Regions from separate parts of the Mus musculus genome. Here region 2 is linked to region 1. A link is a contact called in public Hi-C data. All regions are on one chromosome and are shown on one strand. Each heading gives the region's core, a stretch centred on a gene start, on an enhancer-like site or on the middle of the called end of the contact. The rest is flanking DNA. Distances are from core to core; before and after follow the strand shown. Region 1 overlaps Sh3pxd2a (SH3 and PX domains 2A). Region 2 overlaps Stn1 (STN1, CST complex subunit).

Region 1 (5,828 bases), core at 2,307-4,806:
GTTTCCCCGTGATGAATTACTTCATAGTGCTTGCCCATTTCTGCACACACACACACACACACACACACACACACACACACACACACCCTCTAAGTCGTGTTTTATACTCAGACCAGTAGTAGCATTGAGAAGGAACCCCAGGTTTAAGAGCAGATCTGAGCCCCAAACCCTTCCAAGCTCTTTCTCTCTAAGGTGAAACCTGGTACCTTGTGCTCTGTCCCAGGGGGAAACAGATAGGACTTTCTCCTCTGGGCTACTCAGCCTGTGATGGTAGAGATAAACCTGGTGTAACAGCCTGGCCCAGGCTCCTCCCAGTCTCCTGGAGGCACATTCATTCAGGTGAACAGGCTCTATCTTCAGGCCATGCCAACCCCCCTCGGCCCGATCTGTGGTTTGGAGACCAGGCAGCCTGACAGCCTAAGCCTCTTCAGTGGATGCCAGTATTGGGGTTTGGGGGTTTCCAGGGTCTGATGATGCCAGGCAGCCCGGGATGAATGGTGAGTCACTTTATATGGTAGGATGGGACCCTAAGAGCCAACTCAGACCCTGCCAGAGGAGAGGGAAGGCTGGGGCTCTGTCTTTGGGCCTGGGTCCAGTCAGGGTGACCCAGGCTAGCTTCATGCTTGCTATGTAGCTGAGAATGAGCCTAAGTTTCTATCTTTCTGCCTCCTGAGTGCTGGGACAACGGGCACACAACCACCACACCCAGCGCACACAGTGCAGGGAATCAAACCCAGGACTTTGTGAGTGCCAGGGAAGTACTCTGCCAACTGAACAACATAGTCACAAAAGCACCTTTCAAACGTTCCAAAGGCAGTGGCTACCAGAAGGGAGAGGAGAGGAAGCCATCTTCTTCCCCCTTTATGGTAAACACAGGGTAGGTCTGAAATGGGGCCATTGTAACATGCTGGTTTATATTTTGACCAGGGCTGACCCTGACCCTGATCTATGACCTCATCACCCTTGACCCCTCCCTGACCCCCACCTGCGGTCCTTAACTGATGCTCCCTGTAATATACACCTGAGAACTGTCTTCTTCCCTCGGCTTCTCCCAAGCCGCCTTCATCCCTTGCCTGCCTAGTCACCTCCAGTCTTTCCGCATGCCACACTGAAGGAGCCTTTCAAGACAGAAATCTCTCGGCCTAAAACATCTCAGCGAGAAGGGATAAGTCCCCAGCCCGTAGCATGACCTCTGGGGACTTGCTCTGCTCAACCCTGTGGAGGTCATCAGCCTTCTTCCCTTCCCTACCTTGTACTCTGTGTGGCCCGACATTGCAGGCTCAGCTTAGTCCATCCCTGCTCTCACAGACCCCATGAAGCCCATCTCCCTTCTCCTGCCTTAGTTTCCCCTCTGACACCATCAAACCTAGGCCGAGTAACTTTGTTTGAATGTGAGTTTGCCGACACCACCACTCCCGGGGACACCGGCATGTAACTGTTATCTCTAAGCACAGAGGAAAACGGTTTGACCTTGTAAAAGAACGCTGGGCTTCCATAAGGAAATTATTTATTTCCAGGCTGAAAGGGTGGGGAAGGTCATGAGTGTGACAGGGGCCTGAAGTCACACCCATCACTTTGGATGGTGTTGCCAGCAAGCAAGGGGAGGGCTGGTGGCTTAGCTTAATTATGGAGCTACAGACATGAGTAGTGACCGGGCTGCACCTCAAGGCTGCTTCCAGGCTAGAGCACACTTCCTGCATGTCCAATGGCCCGGGCTGTCCGAGAGTGTGGGCATCTGCTTCAACCGAACGTTGTTGGGAAGAGTCCTGGGAGACAGCCCAGGACTACAGACCTGGGGCAGGTGCTCGGGAGGCTGACTCCCTTCTGAAGGGAGCTCTAAGCAAGGGATAAAGGAAACAGAAAATTCAGACAAAGTGGCTAGTTCTTCCTGGCCCTGAAAGTGCAGATGCAGTAGGGGCAGGGCTTAGGGCCCGATCCACATTCATTTTCAAGAGCAGAAAGACCCCCTGTGAAATCGCTGCCTGCGTAGACCTTGGGGACCTGGGGCTGGAAGCCTCTGGGGCCTGTCACATTGCCTGGACACGGAGGGCTCTCACCGATCACACGCTCCTGTGGAGCTGGTACCCCTCTTCAGGGGTAGCCTTCTTGGTCCCACCTCAATCTGCCCAACTCTCTCAGTGCTCAGCTGGCCCCTTCTCCACTGCTTCATGCTGATTTTCACACACAGTCCTTAGTCCCCCTTGGATCATCTTCCCAGCCTGGTATCCCTGGACCCTGACCTGCCCATGCCTGCCTCAGTTCAGATGTCACCTCTGCAGAGGCCTTTCTTGGCTAACAAATCTCAGACGACCTGGGCCACCTCACTCACAGTTCTGTTTCTTCCTGATTCCTGTCACGATTGGGAATTGCTCATTTATTTGTTTTCTGGACCATCCCCACACCCCCACCAGAAGATAAACTTCCTGTTGGCAGTAGCCTGCCTTCTTGTTCTTGGCTATGTAAGTGCCTATAGCTGATCCCGGCACACAGTAGGTGCTTGATTAAATACCTGCGGCAGGAAAGGAATGGATGAACACAGCCAAGCTCAGAGCAGCACGCTTACGCTTACAGCGGGCTTTGGGAGCCACGGGCCTCAGCTTACAGAGTGGGAGCTGTGATTACAAGAGGAGACCCAGCGCTTCCCAGAAGTATGGAGGTGCATGATTTAGGCCTGTAATTCTGTTGACAGCTTTTATACCTCAGTGTTCCCAGAAGACACTGTCTGTCCTATCCTCATCACAGAAGTCTGTCTTTCCCCTGCCATTTCAGGCTACCAGCAGGGTCTGGAAACTTCTTAGATGTCACGTCCCTGCCAGAGCCCAGTCATTGCTTGTCCTGGCTCCCAGATCCTTTGGGGAAAGGCTTCTTAGACTAGTGCCTGGTGGAGACGAAGGGAAACATCTAGACCTAAGCAAGAGGGTCAGCCCTCCTCAGGCTAAAACCTGTCCCTCCCCCCTGCTTCCTTTAGTGCTGAATAAACACCGGATCTGTTGCACAGGGCTCCTGGGTAAGGGAGACATAAGCCAGGGTCTCTGGTTCACCTAGCACACTCCTGCACTCTGGCTCCAAACGGCCTCTTCATTGAGGAACTGGTATGTAAACTGTCCAGCCAGTACAAAAGGAGCGAGCACGGCTGCTGTCTAAAAATACCATCCTGTGAGCCAAAGAGGTCAGCATGCAGCCTTCAGGCTGCCGGTCCCTACCTTGTTTATAGTTATGGGGTTGCTTGGTGGCCCAAGCCATCTTATAGCTCCATAATCTCATTCACCAGGAGATGCAAGGGGCCTTGGGAGGGGGCTGACTCAGTCCTCAGGACCACAGGGCTTTCTGGAGGCCAGAGGTAAAGTGAGCTGGCATAGAGTCACAGACAGCTCGTAAGTTGAAGGTGACCCTAGCATCACCTGGGCAGACTAAGCACAGCTCTTTCTGCTCCACTGCCTGGCTTCTGAGGTCCCTGGGCCCTGGTCACAGTTGTTTGCTTTTTACATCAGTGGCTATATACACTCCTCCCTGCTCTGCAGTGACCATTTCCTCCCCCGGAGGCTCCTTGGGCCAGCAAACTCAGGATATACAGGAAATAGACTCCAGCCCCAGGATGGGCAACAGGAGATGGGTTTTCCACAGTAGTCTTTTCAAACAAGGCAGAGAGTTCCATGTAAACTTCAGGCTGCATCAAGAGGTAAGTACCCAAAAAACACTTCTGCCTACCCCTCCAAGCAGAGCCGGATATACCCTGGAGACTACTGTCCCTGGCTCTCTAACTGCCACAGGTGGAGGCCTCCTAAACAGGCAGCAGACTTTTTGTTTTGGATTATCTTTCCAGAGATAACAGCCTGTGTCCCCCCCCCCCCATGGTTTAAAAAAAAAAAAACAGGTTTGCTTCCTGCCTGTAATAAAAATGAGGGTTCCCTAATGTCTCCAATGTCTAGGCTCCCTTCCTAGTTTGCAGCCCATGGCACGTGCACATGACGTCTCAAGACAATCTTGTCACCTCACAGAAACTTGGAGGGAGGGAGAACAGATGTAAAGATGCCCCCGCCACTCACGTGGACTGTAATAAAGTCTGACGTCTCTGATTCAAGAATGTTATATTTTACACGGTTAGCCATGAAGTCAGTAAGATAAACTGGCTCACAAATAGGGTGCGACCAGATACCCTGTGTGGGTTTGTTTGTTTATTTGGTTTTGCTTTTTTTTTTTTTTTGAGACCATGTCACATGTAGCCCAGGCTGGTCTTGATCTCACTTCATAGCCCAGGTTGGCCTTGAACTCTTGATCCCCTTGCCTCTGCTGCTTAAGTGCTGGGACAGGCTTGTAATACCACACTTTGATCCATTCACAGTTTTCTACAACGCTGTTCCTATCCCTAAAGCCTGAGGTCAAGGTGACTTCCTAGTCTCCCAGCTCCAGATCTGTCCAGTTTTCAGCAACCCAGAGGCCACAGATTCTATTAATAATAATTAATAATAACAATAAATGATATTATCATGACTACTAGTAGTATCTCAATACATGATCCATGCTGGCCTTGAACTCATATGTAGTTCAGGCTAACCTTGAACTATCATCCGTCTGCCTCAGCCTCATAGAGTGATGGGTTAACATGCAAGCACCACCTCAATTCAAGAACTTTCTTTCAGAGGTATTGTAACAATTTATCACATATTTCTTTTTGTTTGTTTGTCTTGTTTTTCAAGACAGGGTTTCTCTGTGTAGCCCTGGCTGTCCTGGAACTCACTCAGTAGACCAGGCTGGCCTTGAACTCAGAAATCCGCCTGCCTCTGCCTCCCGAGAGCTGGGATTAAAGGCGTGCGCCACCACCGCCTGGCACATAGGCTTCTTTTTAATAAAACATGTAGCACGTGCCTTGAATTTCCATCACTGGGGAGGCAGACGCAGGAGGATCTCTGTGAGTTTGGAGCCAGCTTGGTCTATACAACGAATTCCAGGACAATCAGGACTACATCGAGGGACCTTATTTCAAATAAAACAAAAAACCAAAAAAAAAAAAAAAACCAAAACAAACAAACAAAAAAACTAAAAACCCATCGAGGGCAACTGAAATGGTGGCATTTATCCCACAGAATTTGTTTAGGAGGCTTCAAGCCAGTTTCTTCACACAAATCAAGTTCTTCCCATAGCTCTTTGCTGGAAACAGCAGTGCTGGCACTTGACTGTGGAGTAGCTTCGCATGGGCAGCTGCCCTCCTCCCCGGCCAGCTGCCATGCACACTCACTAGCATTTCCATATGCTTCATACGAAAATCAGTCGCTCAGGGCAACCGGCAAGCTCAATTAAGGTGCCAACAGTAATACTCTGCTTTTGATAACATACTCAGTATCTTATTTATCTAAGATGTCCCAGGACTGAAGAAGGTGCACGGCCGTTCAGAGCACAGCACCCAAGTTCAGTTCCCAGCACCCATGCTGCGCCGCTCACAACTGCCTCTGACTCTAGTTCCAGGGCAATCTGACGGAGGCACTGCATGCATACGCCAGACTGACACTCACACACACACACATGCACATGCACATAATTTTAAAGAAAAAAAACTGTGGGAAGTAATTTGGTGGTGGAGAATGTCTGGCCTGACCCTCCTTACAATGTAACAAAGCTACCTACTCCGCAGTTGTTGGAACTGCCAGAGAGGGAGTATGGTGCCTGGTATTTTTGCAACAATTCATGAGCATGTAATTATTTCAAAATTAAAAGTTAAAGCCAGGTACAGTCGTGCATCCCTGTAATCCCAGCACTCGGGAGGCAAAGGCAAGAAGGGAAAGAGTTGAAAAGTCATCCTTAGCTACACGGCAAGCTCAGAGTAGTACAGG
Region 2 (6,155 bases), core at 477-2,976, 120 kb after region 1:
TTTGAGTGTCCAGCCACTAGGGGCCGACCTAACTCCACAAACCGGCACTATTTTTCTAAGCCATTTCATTTATAACTCAAGGGTTTCTTGAGATGACTGGATTTCGTTATTCATGAACTGTAATGTCTAAGAGCCGTCCTGCCTGAAACTGAAAAGCCTTGATGTTTGAGAAGAGAGTGAATGTTGACATTACATTCAGAGGCAGTGGTAAACATGGGCGACAAACCAGGGACCAGAAGCAGCGAGCGCATCTCAGAGCCGAGCGTGGTGGTTCACTTCAGTGTGCCCGAATCTCAGGGAGAGCTTGGTGGTTGGCCTCCAGCTTATCCCTACAGGACCGGACACCCCAGGGCTGTTTAAAGGAGCCCCACATGCTGACTCCTCTGCCCAGGCAACACGACATAGAGGAGAGGACAATGAGTCTCGGAGGACAGAAGCCCTGGCTGTCTCCCTCCTGAGTCAGGACAGAGCATCCTGATTCTGTCTAGGAGGGAAGGAACCCTGGGCGCACCGGCTCACCATCACAAAACACTTACGGTTTGGTTTCTGACAGTCTTCCTTAATGATGTGGTAGATCTTCTGCTGCAGGTCTTTGTCTTTGGTGGTTACCTAAAAGGAGAATCCAGAGAGGAAACGTGGTTTGAGAACACAGCAGTGTGTCACTCAGAACTCAAGACCAGCCTTCGAGGCGGTTCTACAAATCCCATAGCAACGACAAGCCTCCCCCATACGCCCTCCCTCAGTGATTCTGATGCGTGGTGGCCGCTGCAGCTCCGCTCTGCCCCTAAGGACACAGCTCTCTCAGGAGCTGGTTTGTTGGGGCCAGAAGGGAAAGCATAACTGGAACCCTGTGCCTTGAAGGGGCAACTGCCCTTTTCTACACTGTGGCCACTCAGACAGACACTCCTCTTCCTTGCCCAGTGTTTTTGAAGGAGCTCCCGCAGGTTCAAAGTTTCCTCCCTGTCCCAGCCTTCTTCCTCTCGGTCCCCTTCTTGTCTTATATTTCTTTAGTTCCTCTTCTTCTAAGCACAAGGAAGAATTAAAGAAGAAATGGGCATGGGGAAGCCAGCAAGCTAGAGAATCCAGCTTATCTACAGAAACGCTCTCTGCTCTTGTAGGCACACCCACAACCATGTTTCTCAACTAGCAGCAGGCTTCACCCTCAGCTACAGGCAGTAAATTTAATAACACTAGAGAAGAGAGAGGGGAGAAGAGGGAAGGGAAGAGGGAAGAGAGGCAGAGAGGGGGGGAGGGAGAGGAAGCAAAAGAAAAAGAAGGTGAGGGAGGGAGGGAGGAAGAGAAGAAAGGGGAAGAGGGAAGGAAGGAAGGAGTGTGTAAAAGGAGAGAAGAAAGAGGAAGGAGGAAGAGCCAAGTCTAAGCATGGGAACACAGCTGAAGAACTGGGTACAGGAAACAGCCATGGCCGCCCGTGAGACCTGATGACTTCGGACTCACAAGATTAGTGTGAAGGTCAACCATGGGTGCAAACAGAGCTCTGGGCTCTGCTGTAACTATGTCCCCAGCAGGGCTTCAGGAGAAAGGAAAGCCACAAATCAGGGATGAGTGGAAGGGAGGGGTCAGCCACAGAAGGGGCCGTGGGATCTATTCCTGTTTGACTACCCCTTCCAGCTCAGGGTGATTCATTCACAAGAGGAAGTGCCCAACCCTGCCACACCTCGCCCTGGGCAGCTGCAGTTGCCCTGGCTGCTTCCCAGGGAGGGTTGCTCTCTACAGACAGACCCTCACAGAAGCCAACCCAGAACAGAAGGAGGCACAAATCTCTAAGAGGGCTCCAGCTGAACTTAGTGTGACAATGGCCGCCATGTCCTGCTTGGCCCCTCCCATCCCGGGATGAGTGGACAGCACTGTGTTATACTGGCTTACCTCTCAACACTGTGGAAAACCCCTCCTACTTAAATAAATAAAACCTGGGCCTCTCCACAGAGGAAATGACCTGCTAAGTAGACCTCTAGCGAGTCTGCAAGCAGGCAGGCCCAGCAGCCTGTCTCCAGAGCTCTCATCTTATTCTGAAGCCACTTCTCCGCTCTGGACACGAGTGGTCCTCTCTCAGCTTACTGCCTCCAACATCAAAGGCATGCAGCAAGAGGCAGACTTCTACCTTGAAAAGATGGAGGCAAGCAAGCAGCCGTCCCGTTCCTCAGAAGGGAGGCTGGCAAGCAAGGCCTTCAGGGAGGCAGACTGGAGTTACCTGAAAGCTTTAACTAAAGTGTCCTTTGCTCCGGGCGCTCTCCTGCGTGAGCCGTCCTTGGAAATACCAACACAGATTCACACAGAGAGCCACACAGATCGAGTCAGGAAACACTATTTGTGACAGCAAAAGTCGTACAACCGTAGTGTCCGTCCGTCCGTCACAAAGGAATGGCTAGAAAGTTCTGGTAAATACTCCTGGTCAGAAAGAGTGAGGCAGACTCGCAGGTGCCGGGACACACGGGCACAGGGACAGACGGTGGCACTGCAGGCTGTGCGGAGCACTCTTCACAGCAGTGGGACATCTGGTGATGCCCGAAGGCATTTCTGATTGTCACAACATACTAGGTGCTAGTGGCATTTAGTGTGAGAGGCCAGGGATGCTGGTGGAAGACACAGGACAGTCTCCAGTGCATCAGCATCTGCACCAGGAGCTCTGAGGATGAGGCCTTCTCAATTAGAAGATAGCTCACTCACTCTTACTCCCTTCCCTTCCGTTCCCCCTTCCCCTACCCTTCCTTCCTTTCTTAAAAAAGCCATAGGGACGTGCTTGTATATCTGTCAATGTACAGATAAATATTTAGACGGCCATTGGGCTTCAAGTGGCAGCATGGATCCGGAGTAGTGGCACACACCTACAATCCCAGCCGTGGAGAGGTGGAGCCAGGAGATTAGGAGTTCAAGGTCAGCCTGGGTTTACAGAGTCAGACTGTTTCACTGGAGGAAACAGTTACATTGTGAAAGGGTAAGAGGTCGCTTTCACCCCGACTCACTGTCTTAGAAACTGGTACTATTCCTAAGCCTAACTGTACTTGTAACGGAAGCCATGAGGGGAAACTAGGCTGCAGGTCTCTTACGTAGTACAGCTTATCAGAGCCACTGTCTCTCTGGAACACGAGTCCTTTTTCCTGAAGCAGCTGGAGAGCATTCTTAAACACTCTCTGCGCTACGCCAGAAGTGCCACTGTCCTTTAACTCCACCTGCACAGGGAAGAAAAAGAAATGTCTCATCTTCCATTACCTGCGACTAACTCCCAAGCCCAACTGGTTTATTATGAATTCACCCAACAGGCTTTTCCTGTGCTGAGTCAGCGTGCTCTAGGCATGCGTCAGCTGAGCAGGCCGGCATTTAGGCAGGGTCAGAAGTCTGCTCTGGAGGGTCACACTTGGTAACTGTGCTGAACTTGGGTTCTGCTCTGACTGATCACGGCTTTGCCCCCAGGCTGCTGGGCGATCTTTCCCATGAGCATCAGCTCCCTCCTCTGAGAGGCCGGGTCAGCAGGGAAAGCACTCGCAGCCATAGGGAGCCAACTGCAGCTCAGCTCCCAGGAACTGCAAACAATACAGGACGCATCCTCTCCAGAGACTGCCTCGCGGCCTCAGGATGTGCTGCCTAGCCTGTTTCAAAGGCCACAGTCCTGAGAGCAAGGACACCAGGGGTCCCTTCTGACAAGCCAGCCGCTTCCGGGACTGAGATCTGTGTTTTGCTCGTCACTTTCAAAAGAACAATGACAGACACGCACGGTTCAGGAAACCAAAATTGCTCACAGACTGAAGCAGCGACTTGGTGCTCAGGCCAGGAACTGGGTGGCTTCCTGAAATATATATAATCTGCCCGCCCAAACATAGTCAGCATTCATCTAGCTGTCAGAGAAACAATGGTCCTGTAAGATCTGCTTATCATGTTTCTGGATTTGCTAAGAAAGGCGACGGTTAGAAAAAAAATCAGAAGGGAGAGACGGGGAAGTGAGCAGCCATGAGTGACAACAGGGCGCCCAGGGCTCTCGGGTTTCTGCATCGCCCGAGCATCTGCAGTCTCCCAGGGCGCTATTAATTGAGGGACACTGACATCCCAAGCAGGGCAATTTGACCAACTGATTCATAATTGATGGAAGAAATCGTTTTCAAAGAGAAACAAATACAGCGACAGATCAGTTTCTTTTTAAATATACAGCACTACACAGAAACAGTCTTCTGCTCTAAGCTTCTTCAAAAGGATACCACGTCAAAACTCCGCCACAGAACATCCTGCCTGGGGGAGTCCTGACGTCTTTCCAGTCAATTGTAGCCATCATGGCTTCACATGAAGGTGGGCCTCGCTACTTACTAATGCTTCTTTAGAACTGGGCATGGTAGCAGACACATAAAGTTCTGCACATAAGAGGCTCAAGCAGAAGGACTGTGAATTTGAGGCTAGCCTGGGTTATGTAGCAAGTTCCAGGTCAGCCTGGACTACAGAGTGAGACCATGCCTCAATAGAAAGAGGAGATGCATGGCTGGAAAGGTGCTTGCCCCCACGTCAAGGCACCTGCTGCCAACTCTTAAGGATCTGAGTTTGATCCTTGGGCCCCAAACACACGCATGCGCGTGCACGCACGCGCGCGCACACAAACCCTGATCTAAAATGTTTTAAAAGGAAAAGAAAAAGGGGAGAGAAGACTAGGAAAGATTTTACTGAAAATAAACTGAGAGGCATCAGAAGCCCTAGGAAGGTCAGTTTAACTCTGAGCTTATTCTAAATGATGAAATGGAAAGGAGGCCAATGGGAAGTGGGCAGTCAGATGGGAGGCTGTCTACAGGCCAACGGGAAGTGAGCAGCTGGAGGCTGAGGCTGTCTACAGGCCACTGGGAAGTGGGCAGCCGGAGACCAAGGCTGTTTAGAAGCAACCTTGGCAAAGAACAAAGTTCCCAGCCACGACCTTCTCCACCCGAGTGTTTTTCTGAAACTCTATCCCTCATCTCCCTTTATGAAATCCTGGGTCACTGCGCACAGAGCCTGTTGCCAGGAAGAGGTAATTAGGTGTGTGAACAAATCTAGGAAGCAAGGTCATGAGGGGCTGGGATGGTGAGAAGGTGCCTGTCCCACCAGCAGCATCCGGAATAAGTTAGGACACTCAGAGCAGCCTGGCTGCTGACGGGAGAAGACTGGAGAGGCGTCAGGACAGTTGCAGAATGGAGCCTGGTTATGGGTGTGAACTCATCCTTGGTACGGGGAAGGAAAGCTCTTAGATGGTGGCAAATCTCTACGTACACAAAGAACAGAAAGATGCACTGCTCACTGAAAACCGAGGTCTCCTAAAGCCGGCAGTGCACTCCCATGTGGGGAACAAGAAGGGAGGCGCCCACCGCTGTCAACATAAGCACAGCATTTGGCCAAGGTCATGCTCCGGACCGGCGGTGGGATCAGGAGCAGGGTGGGAGAGGATGGGAGGGAAACACGCCTGCCATTCTCAGGACCATCTGAATTAAAAAAAAAAAAAAAAAAAAAAAAACCCAAAACCCCAAAATCAATCTTCATTCCTGCAGTACCCAGTCCTGAGGTCCTGTGTAGAGAGCACAGAACATGCAGACAGGGCCTCTGCTAGGACAGCCCTTCAATTCTGCTACAAGAGGTGGGAAAAAAAACCCAAAAACCAAAAAACCACTATGTGCCAGTGACGTCAGCAGGCTGGGACGTAATGGGCGGGGTGAGGACTGCAAGGGACAAGTGGCAGTGACATCACAGATACAGATGGAACTCAGGCCGGGAAGGTAAGTACTAGTGACACAGACAGGGATGCCCCGGGGGTCACAACAGTGAGGGGTGAGATACAGATCTGTGGAGAGATACTGAGGGCAAGTAGCAGTCAGAGGGGATGAGGCATCAGAAGATGACGGTAAGCCGAGACTGTTCACTTAAAAGTAAATACACAGTCACACGCGACAGCAGCGGACCCAAGAGCAGTAATACAAGCGACAGGCTAAACCGGAAATGTCTTAGTAAATCTTAACTTTGTACTAACATAGAAACAGCAAACACCAAAGCAGTGTGCCAGGAGCCCTCGGAGTGCAAGGCGGGGCTGTACCGAGAGGAACGGGAACACTGCTTGGTCCTCTGCACTTTCCTAGCTACAGACATGACTGGATGCAGCTTGGCCTTCACTCGAATTCCTACAACAGGACAGATGA

The links. Hi-C and Micro-C count contacts between places; a contact is called where the count stands out from the background.
Region 2: a Hi-C map of uterus shows a contact between it and region 1. The contact joins two enhancer-like sites. A contact is called at or near these places in 1 of 15 datasets of contacts at CTCF or cohesin (CD8 T cells), 10 of 484 Hi-C or Micro-C datasets (the CH12 cell line, the HL-1 cell line, bone marrow-derived macrophages and 7 more), 6 of 115 datasets of contacts at active chromatin or transcription factors (astrocytes, embryonic fibroblasts, embryonic stem cells and 2 more) and 4 of 9 other capture datasets (adipose tissue, embryonic stem cells, liver and 1 more).

What each region holds. Positions count from the first base shown.
Region 1 is chr19:47,384,560-47,390,387 of GRCm38.p6, forward strand. The region is part of intron 3 of Sh3pxd2a (SH3 and PX domains 2A); the gene reads right to left. Among named protein-coding and RNA genes, the nearest start is that of Gm36885, 40 kb to the right of the region's middle. Within about 2 kb of position 3,557, at least 28 of the 459 cell types and tissues checked have an H3K27ac peak or open chromatin away from gene starts, as enhancers often do. A contact at or near this core is called in adipose tissue and uterus, where this site is marked.
Region 2 is chr19:47,507,270-47,513,424 of GRCm38.p6, forward strand. It overlaps Stn1 (STN1, CST complex subunit), which reads right to left. Exons shown (of 10, transcript NM_175360.3): 8 at 3,066-3,188; 9 at 537-609. Gm19557 (predicted gene, 19557) reads left to right here and starts at 5,713. Exons shown (of 3, transcript NR_045322.1): 1 at 5,713-5,738; 2 at 5,994-6,155. Within about 2 kb of position 1,727, at least 212 of the 459 cell types and tissues checked have an H3K27ac peak or open chromatin away from gene starts, as enhancers often do. A contact at or near this core is called in adipose tissue and uterus, where this site is marked.